2 separate regions of the Sus scrofa genome follow, and region 1 is linked to region 2. Evidence: chromatin contacts called from public HiChIP or PLAC-seq data. All regions are on one chromosome and are shown on one strand. The core of a region is the stretch at or near the end of the contact, and the rest is flanking DNA. Distances in the headings are between cores, read along the strand shown. Region 1 holds the start of CORO2A (coronin-2A). Region 2 overlaps TRIM14 (tripartite motif-containing protein 14).

What was found. HiChIP or PLAC-seq counts read pairs in DNA pulled down with a chosen protein or histone mark.
Region 1: a contact with region 2 is called in an H3K27ac HiChIP or PLAC-seq map of alveolar macrophages. The contact joins the promoter of CORO2A here to the enhancer-like site in region 2. A contact is called at or near these places in 13 of 47 Hi-C or Micro-C datasets (blood, embryonic fibroblasts, epiblast stem cells and 8 more) and 2 of 2 datasets of contacts at active chromatin or transcription factors (alveolar macrophages and skeletal muscle).

Annotation. Positions count from the first base shown.
Region 1 is chr1:239,997,416-240,003,941 of Sscrofa11.1, forward strand. CORO2A (coronin-2A) reads right to left here and starts at 3,549. Exons shown (of 12, transcript XM_005660267.3): 1 at 3,426-3,549. TBC1D2 (TBC1 domain family member 2A) reads right to left here. Exons shown (of 16, transcript XM_021066519.1): 16 at 4,183-6,526.
Region 2 is chr1:239,917,014-239,922,699 of Sscrofa11.1, forward strand. It overlaps TRIM14 (tripartite motif-containing protein 14), which reads right to left. Exons shown (of 6, transcript XM_003122031.4): 6 at 1-2,226. The coding sequence ends at 1,691. Among named protein-coding and RNA genes, the nearest start is that of TRIM14, 25 kb to the right of the region's middle. Within about 2 kb of position 2,253, at least 62 of the 83 cell types and tissues checked have an H3K27ac peak or open chromatin away from gene starts, as enhancers often do. A contact at or near this core is called in alveolar macrophages, embryonic fibroblasts, fetal liver and 5 more, where this site is marked.

The DNA.
Region 1 (6,526 bases), core at 2,299-4,798, 82 kb after region 2:
TTAAAATAATAAATGGAGGATCTTGCTGAATTATTTTCTTATCCTCCTGAAAAATCTGTCTCCTGATACTTGATAAAGAGGATTAAAAAAAAAAAACCACACTAGGCTCTAAAATAATCCAAGTTCTGGCCATTTGAAGATAATGTCCAAGGCTGAGGGGAAGCCCTTTCCCCAGAAGAAAAAGGCTAGGAAAAGGCTACAGGATTCATTTAATGATGGGGGGGTGGTGGTCAGAGGCTAGAACATTCTTTGGTTATCCCTGCTTTCACTGTTCCTTCTTCTTCTTTTTTTTTTTTTTTTTTTGTCTTTTTGCCTTTCCTAGGGCTGCTCCTGCGGCATATGGAGGTTCCCAGGCTAGGGGTTGAATCAGAGCTGTAGCCGCCGGCCTACGCCAGAGCCACAGCAACGTGGGATCTGAGCTGCGTCTATGACCTACACCACAGCTCATGGTAATGCCAGATCCTTAATCCACTGAGCAAGGCCGGGGATCGAACCCACAACCTCATGGTTCCTAGTCAGATTCGTTAACCACTGCGCCATGACAGGAACTCCTGTTCCTTCTAATAAAGGCTTCTGTTACAGAGATTTGCTAAGTCTAGAATGTGGGTTGTCAGAACTAAAAGAAACTCAGCACTGAATCTACCCCATTTCACAGATAGGGGAAATGAGGTACAGAAAGGGCCTGGGATTGCCATAAGCTTACACGGTGGGATGGAGGAAGAGTTCATCCTGGAATCTACATCTGCTGACATGAGTCTCATGGCTTTTCCTCTGGACCACACTGCTCCTGTGCTGGCCAGACTACAGCAATGGAAGCTTTGGTGTCACCCCGTGCCCCCCACCGCCCCATTTTTGGCTGCCCCAAGACATACGGAGCTCTAGTGCCAGGGATCAGATCCAAGCCGTAGTTAAGGCCTAAGCCACAGCTTCAGCAATGCCAGATCCTTAACCTCCTGTGCTGGGCTGGGGATTGAACCCCAGTCCCAGAGCTCCCACGAGGCTGATGATCCTGTTGTGCCATAGCGGGAGCTCCTAATGTTTCTATTTTTAAAGCTGTATTTTTTAAATGAAAAGTTTATTAATCCTCAGGTAAAACACCAAGAACCTCTTCACTATAACTTCTTTAGAAAATAATAGCACTACACTCAACTCTGTAATTACTTCCTTAGGGTAAAGTCCTCAAAGTAGAAGGCTAGGGGCAAAGGAAGTTAGGATCTTTGTCATAGGACTTTTGAAACGAGCTGACAGATAGCCCTGCAAAATTAAATGCTGCTGGAGAATCCTATAGCTTTGCCAGCATAGAGATTTATCCTTTTATATTTATTTTTATTAATTTTATAGGAATAAATACTGATTGCTTTCGTTTACTATATGGTATGTGTTTTCAAACAAGCAAACACACACACACACACTCACACTCACACTCACTCACTCACTCACTCACTCACTCTGGTCCTGGAATTAAGATCCCTGGGCTTGGTTGCTTGTCTGCTGGGTGACTTTTAACAAGTCACATCCCCTTAGGGGATACCTATCTGTAAAATGAAGAGGTTGGATGAGATGATTTCCTAAGATCTGTTTTAGCTGGATATTCCATAATTTCATGGTGCATTTTTTAATTATTGGCACAGGATGACTTTTTAATAACCACAATCTGCCATACCTCTAAATCAAGGCCCAAATGGCTCGGACTAGCAGAGCAGGAAAAAAGAGCCCAGATTATACACATGTAGTGATGATGGGAGACATAGGTAGCACTTAAGCCTGTGCATTGGAGCTACGCTCGGGTGATAGCACATATACTTAGCCTGCTTTTATGAGAGAATAATAACACTCATTTGTGGTCTAGCTTCAAGTTGTGCAGCTCCATCATGGCCAGAAGGTAAGGCCCTGGTTACTCTATTTTGGCCTTAAGAGTCCCAGACTTACAGTCAAGTGTAACCCTGGGAAGTGCTCATCCAGCCTTTGCTCACATCTCTGATGACACAGAGCTTATCACCTATCCTGGCAGCCCCTTCTTTTGGCTGTAGGAAAGTTCCCAGGTGAGGGGCAGGTCAGGAGGGGGTACAATCGAGAAAGCCCAGGCTCGATTTTCAGAAACTACTCCTTCAATCAGAGCAGGCAACAGAAGACAGGGACCCTTGGGCTGGAAGGGCTGGAGAGAGGCTCCTCTGGCTCCTCCTCTCACTCCAGACCTCTAAGGCAGCTACCTTTCCAGAGGTACAGGGGACACATTCCAGTCCTGATGAAGGTGGGTTCTGAACAAGCCTCAGGCTGACTACTAACTGCTCCAGGGCAGACACCTCAGCTCTCTTGTCTTGCCTTTGCTCCCTTTGGCTCTGACAGGAGAAACAGCTCTGGATCTGGGGCTGTTTAACCCTGAGGTGAACTGATTTAAGGGACCAGATAATTGCCCTGGGGTGGGGATGGAGGGGTCAGATGTTGTCTGTGTGCCAGAGCAGGACTAGCAGACTCTAGCTCTGTTTACAGCGAGTGAGATTCCCATCATAAGGGGTGTGCAGTGGGGCAGTGAGATGGTCCAGAGGGATCTTACCAAGGGGCCAGGACAGACACCAGAGGTCGTCTTTACCCAGAAATCTTGGAGCCACAGTCTCTCAGACATTTGCTCTGTCCCAGACCCGACCCCACCCAAACACCATCTCTTGGCACTGTAGCTCCTCTAGGTCCGTCTATGCATGGACAAGCCAACCATATCACATCAGGCTGGGACTTAGATTTGGGCGTTAGCACCTGGTGGGGAGACATTGCATACCATGCCCTAAATCCAGGTACTTGCGTGGGTCTGGTCCAGGCAAGTCTGTGCCAGAGGGCTCCACCACCTCCAACCTAGGGCTCCTCCAGCCCCAGACCGCGAGGAAGACTAGGCTTAGACTCTGACTGCCCCACCCTGCATGCCCAGGCTGGCTTGACAGGGACCTGGGGGTGTCGCCTATTAATGTTTCCTGTGCAGGGAAGCTGAGGCCCAGCAGGTTACCCAGCCAGGAGAGGGAAGAGTCCCAACACGGGTCCCGCGGGGCACCCAGGCCACTAGGGGGGACTGTCGGGACCGGCTTGCCACACCCAGCAAGAGCAGCCCTCACTGCGGGTGGGCTGTGCAGACAGTGCCCATCCGACCCTGCGCCGTCGGGAGCCTGGAGCTTGAGGCGGCCCCTCCCCACAGCCCAGCGACGAAGGGGCCATCCTTGTGCCCGCTATCCCGATGGGGAAACTGAGGCCTGGAGAGAAGCAGTGCTTTTTGCAAGGTCACGCAGAGGTGTCGAACGCCAGGTTCCCCGCGTCCCGCCAGGTCCCCAGCGGTGCGCCGAGCCCCAGCATCCCTCCCCAGGCGTTGCAGCTCAGAGGCGCAGCACGAGCACATCGCGCAGACGGGGAAGGCATAGCCCGGCGGCCCGGGACCGCCCTACCTTGATGACGGCCGCGCAGGTGGCGGTAGCGGCGGCGGCGTCTGGCTCTGGTTCTGAGCTCCTCGCTGCCCGCCGAGTCCCCGCGCCCAGCGCTGCCGCCTCCTCCCACCCTCAGCCCAGCGGGAGGGGCCGGTGGGAGGGGCCGGGGCCGAGCACAAGCCCCGCCCGCGAGTCCGCCAGGCCACCCTTCCTTCCTCGGCCCTTGGGCCGCGTTCCTGGTACCCCGGAGCTTGTCTCGGGGCGCGCATTCGCACAGAGAAAGGGCTCGCACAGCGGCGCGCACACGCCGCAGTGAATGGGGCGGGCTCCCCGGGGACCGAGTAGAGGCTGGGGTTGCCTTCCTTCACATCCCGTCGCTTTCTCGCGGAGTGGTATGAGACAAGGGATTCGATCCTTCCGGGAGGGTCACTTTACCCTTAGGTGGAGTGGAAACAAACCGTGTCTGCTTCAGAGTTGTTTGAGAATTGGAAGTGACGATCTAATTTACCGGCGCAGTAATGTGCGCACTCAGAGACGGCCACAGGAGTAGCGCTTGGTGAACCCGAGCTGTTGGAGTAATTCCTGGGGGTTCCCGGTACGTCGAGAGGAAGAGGGCAGGGAGGATCTCTGAGTATGGGAGGACGCCCTTCTTTCTATCGGTAGCCAAGAGGGGGCGCTGCTGCTTAGTCTTGCCGCCTTGGGCAGTGGGGGCGGAGATGGGGAAGCCCAGCCTTTTTGTAATATCACCACCCAACTCCTGAAGAACCGGGCACTGTTCTGGGCACCTTAAATGCATCACCGCAGTTTATCGACACATAAACCTACTAGGTTAGCTTTTACCTATTTTACACATAAGAAATCTGAAGTTCACAGAGGTTAAGTACCTTTCTTAAGATGACACCAGTATCAGTACAACCCTAGGCAGTGTGGCTCCCAAGCCCAAGCTTATAGTCACTCCACCACACCGTCTCTCATGAGAACAACTGTTTGTTCAGTGGTGTATCTCCAGGGCCTAGAACAGTGCCTGGCTCAGTAAGTGTTAATTCACCCGAATGTCTTAATTCACCTAGGGCTTCAGCCAGTAACTATGGTATGCATTTCCTACCCATTTGCACTCTCATATCTTTGTGCCCTTGTTCGCAGTCCTCTCTGCCAGGAATTCTCTTCCCATATCATGGTCTACTGTCTAAACAGATTCATTTCTTCCTTCCATGTCCTTCCCCAGGAAGGCTTCCCAGAACCCTTGTGGACATTCCCTCCCAGCCTCATATCTGCATCTTCCCAACTCCTGAAGAACCGGGCACTGTTCTGGGCACCTTAAATGCATCACCGCAGTTGCCATGATGATAGGCGGCTGGGACTGTGTTTGGGGACCTCTCTGGTTCCACATGGGCATAGGACCAATGGGCCAGAGGGGAGACCATTGGAAGCCTCTGTAATAGACAGAAGGTGGTACCTTTCCTAGAGATGCTCCCTGCACGTGTGTGTTCCTCATTCTCTTGTCCTGTCCTTTCCTGTTATCCTGGTTCATTTTATGAAGGCTACCTCTGACCATGTGAATTGCACACATGGGGAAACTGAAGCCAGAGTGGGGATGACCTGCCCAGAGTTCCCTAGCTATGAAACCACACAGTAGGTCTGGCCCCAGAGTTGGGCCCATTTGCTGGCACCTTCTTTTGGGCCTTATTGCTTATTGAGATGGGCCAGGAAACCTTCCTGTATCAACATGGCCTGCTTTGTTTAATCTGCCAAGTGGGCGACGAAAACGTGTGCGTGTGGTCCTGTGCCCATGGCAGACAGAGCTGAGAAAGAAGGAGGGGCAGGAGTGCCTGGGAAGTAAGATTCTGAATATGGGGGAGGGAACCCTGAACTTAGATGTTCAATAGGAGTGTATGCTTTATCTCCCACTTCAGGGTGGGGGAGGATCTTCCAAAGTAACCTCCAGGCCCTCCCTCTTGTTTTGAGGAGTTCATTTGTTTTTGGGGATATTTCCCCAGGCAGTTTTCTGAGTAACTCCTTTCCTTTCCCCTCCAGGATGAAGTATGGACCTGAGCTTGCTAGAGACCTAGTGTTTGGAAGAGGGATGCTTTGAGCCAGAGGGCCTATCCCCTAGGGTATGGAGGTGGGGCTGTGAAGGATCAGATCCTCCAGCCCTGGAAAGCAGCGGCCCCTGGGGATGGGGGCAACAGCTGTGGTGCGGAGCCAGGAACCTGACACCGGGAGTGGGCCCCAAACCTCTTTTAGGAAAAGATACGGAGAGGGAGAGTGGGCAGCTACCTAGGAGCAGCAGCAGCTCTATATATTCTCGGGGTACAACCCCACCCGCACCAGTCCCTGCTGCAGCCTCCCTGTAAGGTGGAGGTTCATCCTTCCAGGTTTCTTTGCCTAGAGCTATCCCTACGGGCCCTATGCCACTCAAGAAGCCACAGGCCAGCCTTACCCTTTCCCTTGGGTTCTTGGGGGAGGTGTTCTAGGATTCAGAGAAGGCACTGTGAGCTTGGAGGAGCCCTCCTGGGTTTTGTAGTTAACCCCTCAGTGGCTGTGTGACTTTGGGTAAGTTAATTAACCTCTCTGAGCCTTGTCTCCTTATCTGTAAACTGAGCTTGGCCTGGAGTGAGCGAGTGCTCTGGGACAAGCTCTGGCTCCAGCTCCTTGCTGCAGGGCTAGGGGCCTCACCAGTCATTCCTCATTGCCTGTGGGGCCCAACCATGTCAGTGTATCACAACACCCATGCCCAACAATAGGTTCTGAGTGTGGGGTCCAGCACTCAGGTGATTTTGTCATGCAGTGAGGTAGGACTCAGAGGTGACTTTGTGCTAGGTCAGCTGCAGAGCACCACCTCTCCCCCTATTGGAGGAGGGGAAGCAGGGATAGACACCCAGCCTGGGCAGAGCTACTCCTCTGCCTAGGTGTGTGTGTGGGAAAGATGGAGAAGGGGGAAGAAAAGAAGAGAGGAGAGATGAAGGAAGGAGAGGGACACTCACCATCTGCAGTGCTTTACTCTGTGCCAGTATCAGAGTTAACTCTTTTAACCCTCCTGGATTTCCAGGAGGCTGGACCTCTTGTCTTCCCCGTGATGGCCCTGAGGGTTACAGCCTCTCCAGCCACCCTCAGTCCTTCAT
Region 2 (5,686 bases), core at 1,003-3,502:
AACTAATTATTGCACCAAGTCTGTTTCAATGCTGAGGGAGATTCAGCTTTGCATTTCCTTATCCTACCCACTGCCCTCTTACCATGTACCTAAGATAGTTTAACATGGTATAACCCCCAAACCACCTAAGGAATTTGACAAACAGGATGCTCAACCTTCAGAACTGAGGCACAGACCCTGGAAAGAGGCCTTAACTTCCCTACTGGAGGAGCTGACCTTCCTGGGAGGTCCTGCTGATTTGGCCTTCTCCATTTCTCTATTGTATGGAAAGCAAGGCTCTCTGGGTTTCCTTGGCAACATCCGACTCTGAGGAGCATAATGATGCCTGGGCTGCCCAAACCCCACTCATAGTTCCTTCTCCTTTTGATTCTAAAACAGTTGGGAAAACTGCCCATGGTTGCTTAGCAACAGTCACCTGCTGGTTTCTTCCCAACATCCCCTGAGAAATGAATAAGCAGTAACATCTCCCAGATTGAAAGCTGGGCCTCAAGGGCCGGGCCAGGGAGGCAAGTGAGACACATGCCTGGAGGCTGGGGTAGATGGGGTGGATGGTCCAGCCCTTAATCACCATGGGTGACTCTAAGCAACTTTTAGGATCCTATTCTCCCCAAATGTACAGTGAGGTCAGACTGGGTGATCTGTGAGGCCTTCCCAGTTCAGCTGTTTCATGACTCAACGATAGCCAACTGGTGGTCCTTCACGCACTGCCCAGGAGGAAAGGGACTTTCTGAACTTTTCAGGGAGGGAAAGATATAGGACAACAGCTGCCCTTAGAAATCTTCCCAAGTAATTGGAAAGACAGGTCCTAGACTGTGGACCTCACAGAGAGATTCTTGTGGCCTGGGGAGAAGTCTTGGGGCACTTAAGCCCAGGGAAGACAGGCAAAAGGAAGAAAAGGCTTTCCTCTATGTTTGTGTGACGGCAAGGGTGTAGAGGTGGAACTGTGTGACACACAGTTCTGACTGGAGGGTCTCTGAGAAGAGCAGTCGGAGCTAGGTGAGGATAAGTAGTTTGGGGCGGACTAGAAAAGCCTTGAATGCTAAGGTAAAGTGCTTTTTTTCTCCCCTATAGATCTTGGGAATCTTTTGATAGTTCTAAGAGGTTAAGTGAGGTTTCAGGCAAGTCACTCAGGCTGTAGGGTGGAGGATGCACAGGGAAAGGGGTTCAGACCTCCAGGTGTTAAGCCCTTGCAGCTGCTCCTAAGGGAGGTGACATGGACAGGCTGAAGTAGAATAAAGAGGAGGAAGCCGATCCAACTGAGGTTAAGGGATAGAAGAGTCTTAGCGACTCTCATTCATTCACACATTTATTGTGTGCCTACCATGTGCCAGGCGTTCTGGGTGCTGTAGGGGGGAGAATGATCTGGGGCTGAGCATAATGTATTCTGACATGGTCAGGATGATTAGGTCTCAACTATGGGTGTGTCCCTTCGGGAACCTGGACTAAAAGCAGTGTAGTATAAGTGCCCTGGTTATACGACCAGGGGAGGTTGGGTGAGAGAGCAGCAGCAGAGGACATGTGTTTAGGGCTTGTTTGAAACTAACCCATCTTGGAGAGGAACTGTTCAAAGCACAGGCCATGACTGGTGGGGGAGTGGAATGCATAGAGAGGAAGTAGACTAGCCACGTCTGGATCCGGTGAGACCAGAGCCTCGGAGAGGCAGGCACGCAGGTCACGCAGGTCTGGGCCATTAGGGCAGTCGGGGGATGCTGATGGCCCCTTCCCAGAGCCGCAGGGCCGGGTAGAGCGGCTCCTGGAAAGCAGCACGGAAGGTGTGCAGGTGGCTCATGCCGCCCGACACGTCGTAGAAAGCGAGGACGCCGGCCTCGTAGTCCAGGAAGACGCCGAGCCTGTCGGGATCGTCGCGGAGCCGCAGGCGGCTGCGCTGCCCGTCATGGAAGGCCCAGTACTCAAGGTCATAGCGTTTGAGGCACCAGGACTGGCGGTTGCAGCCCAGGCGGGCAGCAGCCGAGGCCCCGCGGCGCCGCAGGGAGCCGTAGGCCGCGCCCACCCACCAGCCGATGCCCGCCTCCTGTACATCCACTTCCCAGTAGTGGCGGCCGGCGGCGAAGCAGTCGCGGCCCAGCACTTGCCACAGCGAGTCGAAACACAGCGTAGGCGTAGGCCCCAGGCGGCCGAAGAGACCGCAGCGCACGGTCAAGCGGTCTGCGGAGAGGCGCAGGCGCGCGTGCATCGTGTCCGGCTCCAGCGTGGGCGTGCGCGCGTCTGCAGGGGCGGGGAAAACGGGCCACGCCTGGTGGGCGGGGCCGTATCCACGCCCCGCCCCCCCTGGAGACAGACCCTGCTAGCCCAGCACAGGTTCGCGGTAGAAAACTGGAAAACACGGAAGTCTCCCGTGGAAAGGTGGAAAGCCACCCTTTTAACCCCGATTGCCTCTGAACTGCGGCTACACGGGAAGGAGAGAACATTTGACTGCACACGCGTTGTGCCGCTTGAATTTTGCACCATAGAATTTGTTGCCAGTTTCTAAAAATTGAATTTAAAAAATCCTATCACCCTTTACACCTGATTGTAATATCCTTCCCTTTTTTTTTTTTTTTTACTTGCCCTTTAATAGTTTTCCTTAACATTGGTATCATACCATACAGGCTGTTGGGTAATCTGCTTTTTAAATTTACTGATGTATTTATGAACACTTTACCACATCAAATATTCTTTTATAAAAACATTTTAATGGTGACCTTAAGATTTTGATGTACAGGAGTTCCCGTGGTGGCGCAGTGGTTAACGAATCCGACTAGGAACCATGAGGTTGCGGGTTGGGTCCCTGGCCTTGCTCAGTGGGTTAAAGATCCGGCGTTGCCGTGAGCTGTGGTGTAGGTTGCAGACGCGGCTCAGATCCCGCGTTGCTGTGGCTCTGGCGTAGGCCGGTGGCTACAGCTCCGATTCGACCCCTGGCCTGGGAACCTCCATATGCCTCGGGAGCGGCCCAAGAAATAGCAACAACAACAACAAAAAAAAAAAAAAAAGAAAAGATTTTGATGTACAGATGAACTATAATTTAACCCAGCCCCTCTCCCACCTTTAGAAAATATTTAGGCCTTCAAAAAAGCTTTTGAGAACACTAATACGAATGCATCTTTATGTATCTCATTATTTATGTAGGATATGTTCCTAAATGATGAATTGCTGGGGAGCTCCTGTCATGGCTCAGCAGTAACAAACCCAACTAGTGTCCATGAGGACTCGGGTCCATCCCTGGCTTCACTGTGGTGCAGGTCACAGCCTCAGCTTGAATCCCATGTGACTGTGGCATAGGCTGGCCGCTACAGAGTCAGTTGGGATGGTTGTGTTTTTAAGGCCTCTGGTAAATATTGCTGAATTGTCTTCCATAACAGTGGCAATGATTTAAACTCCCAATAACAGTTCTTGTTGCATTATACACATATGTAGACATGCAATTAAAGAAAAGTCTAGGTCTTAAGGCATATGGATGTTCAGCTTTAATAGAGACTCCCAGATGATCTTCTTGACAACACTGGAGTTTTCTGTAGAGAGTTTTTGTACATCTCTTGTTAGATTTAATCTGAGTTTTTAAAAAAGTGTTACTGAAAATAATGTTTTTAAATTTTCATAATTTTCATGTTCTAATTGTTTATTGCCAAAACATAGAGTATAGTTGATTTTTGTATGCTGACATTACACCCAGCAGCTGTTCTAAATTCACTTGGTAACTAATTTATCTATAGATTACTTCGGATTTTCTGTAAATCATCTTGTCATCTGTGAATCATGATCTTTTTTCCCTTTCCCCATCCTTAGAACTTTCATTTCTTTTTCTTTTCTTTTTGGGGTGTGTGTGTGTGTGCGCGCGCGCGCGCGCGCACGCATGCTTTTTAGGGCTGCACCTGCCAGCATGTGGAAGTTCCCAGGCTAGGGGTCAAAATCAGAGCTGCAGCCGCCAGCCTACGCCACAGCCACAGTAACTTGGGATCTGAACCACATCTTCGAATTGCACTGCAGCTTGAGACAATGCCTGATCCATAACCCAATGAGCAGGGACCAGGGATTGAACCCAAATCCTCATGGATACTAGTTGGGTTCATTACCACTAAGCCACAACATGAACACCTATTTATTTATTGGCTGCACCTGTGGCATGCCAAAGTTCCTGGGGCAGGGATTGAACACGAGCTACAGCAGTGACCCATGTTATAGCAGTGACAGCTTAACCTGCTGAACCATCAGGGCACTCTTCATTTCTTTTTCTTGTTTCAAGGCCCTCTCTAGGGCATCTAGAACAACATTGCACAGAAGCGGTTATGAAGCGGTTATGCTGGGCATCCTTTTCTCCCACTCCTGGGTAAATACCCAGCAGAAATGCATACATATGTGTATCAAAAGACATGCACAGGAATGTACATAGCAACATTATTCACTGTAGGCAAAAGCCCAAAATGTCCATTAGTAACACTGTGTGCTATGCTCATACAGCAGAATACTACACCACAGTAGAAATCAACAAACTACTGCTATGAGCAATCAGATGGATAAATCTCACAGTTACCTTTTGGGGATAATGAACTGGCATAGGAATGGTTCTGGGGAGCCGGAATATTCCATTTCATGGTCTGAAGGAAATTATAGAATGTTTACTTTTTAAAAAATCATTGAGCTGCACCCCTTTGATTTGTGAACTTTTCCTTATGTATTTTATATTTCTAAGAAAGGTTAGTTTTTTAAAATGCATGTCCAGTAATTCCACTTTGAGAAATTACTCCTTGGCAAAAAAAAATCTAACCTGCTGCACTCTGATGGTGCAGCAGGTTAAGGACCTGGTGTTGCCACTGCTGTGGCGCAGGTACCTGCTTTGTGCAGGTTCAGTCCCTGGCCTAGGAGCTTCTGCATGCTTCGGGCATGGCCGGAAAAAAAAAAATCCAAAAATGAAGTAAGGTGTATTAAGTCATTTATTCATTAATTCACCAAATAGGCATAAGAATGGAAGTTTATTGTATCACTGTTTATAGAAATGAAAATGTAAAGCAGCCTACATGCCCAACAATATAAGACTGATTTAAAGGTGGCATATTCAATAGAATACCACGAATCCTTTAAAAATAGTAATATCTGTATTTACTGAAATTGTTCAATCTATACTATTAAATTTTTTAAATTATAAAAGAATATCTACAATATCTCCTTTTAAAAAATCCATACACATATATACTTTTGAAATGTCTGAAAGAATATATGCCAAAATATTAATATCATTTATCTCTGAGGGAGGCAATTATTTTCTTTTGGTATATGTAATTTCTAATTCTTTGCAAGAAGCATGCATTACCTGTTTAATATTTTAAGGGAACAAAGATGTCCATAATATATCAGTAAGGGAAAATGCAGATTACAAAACAGTATTATTGTATGACACCATCTTTGTATAAAAATATATAAAATATTTATCATTGTATATATATAGATAGATACCAATATATAGATATAGGTATGCCAAAGACAGCTAAAAGGGCAAATAATAGCAGCCATCTACTAACATGTGGCTGCTTGGGTAGATGTGAGCAGAACAATTTCCAAAGCTCTCCAGTGATATAAACAATTTTCTTACTTTTCCTTTGTTTTTTACTTTTCCTTTGTTTTCCAGATTTTCTACAGTGAACATGTATTATTTCTGTATTTTTTAAAAAAACTGATTAAAAGTGTTTAAAAA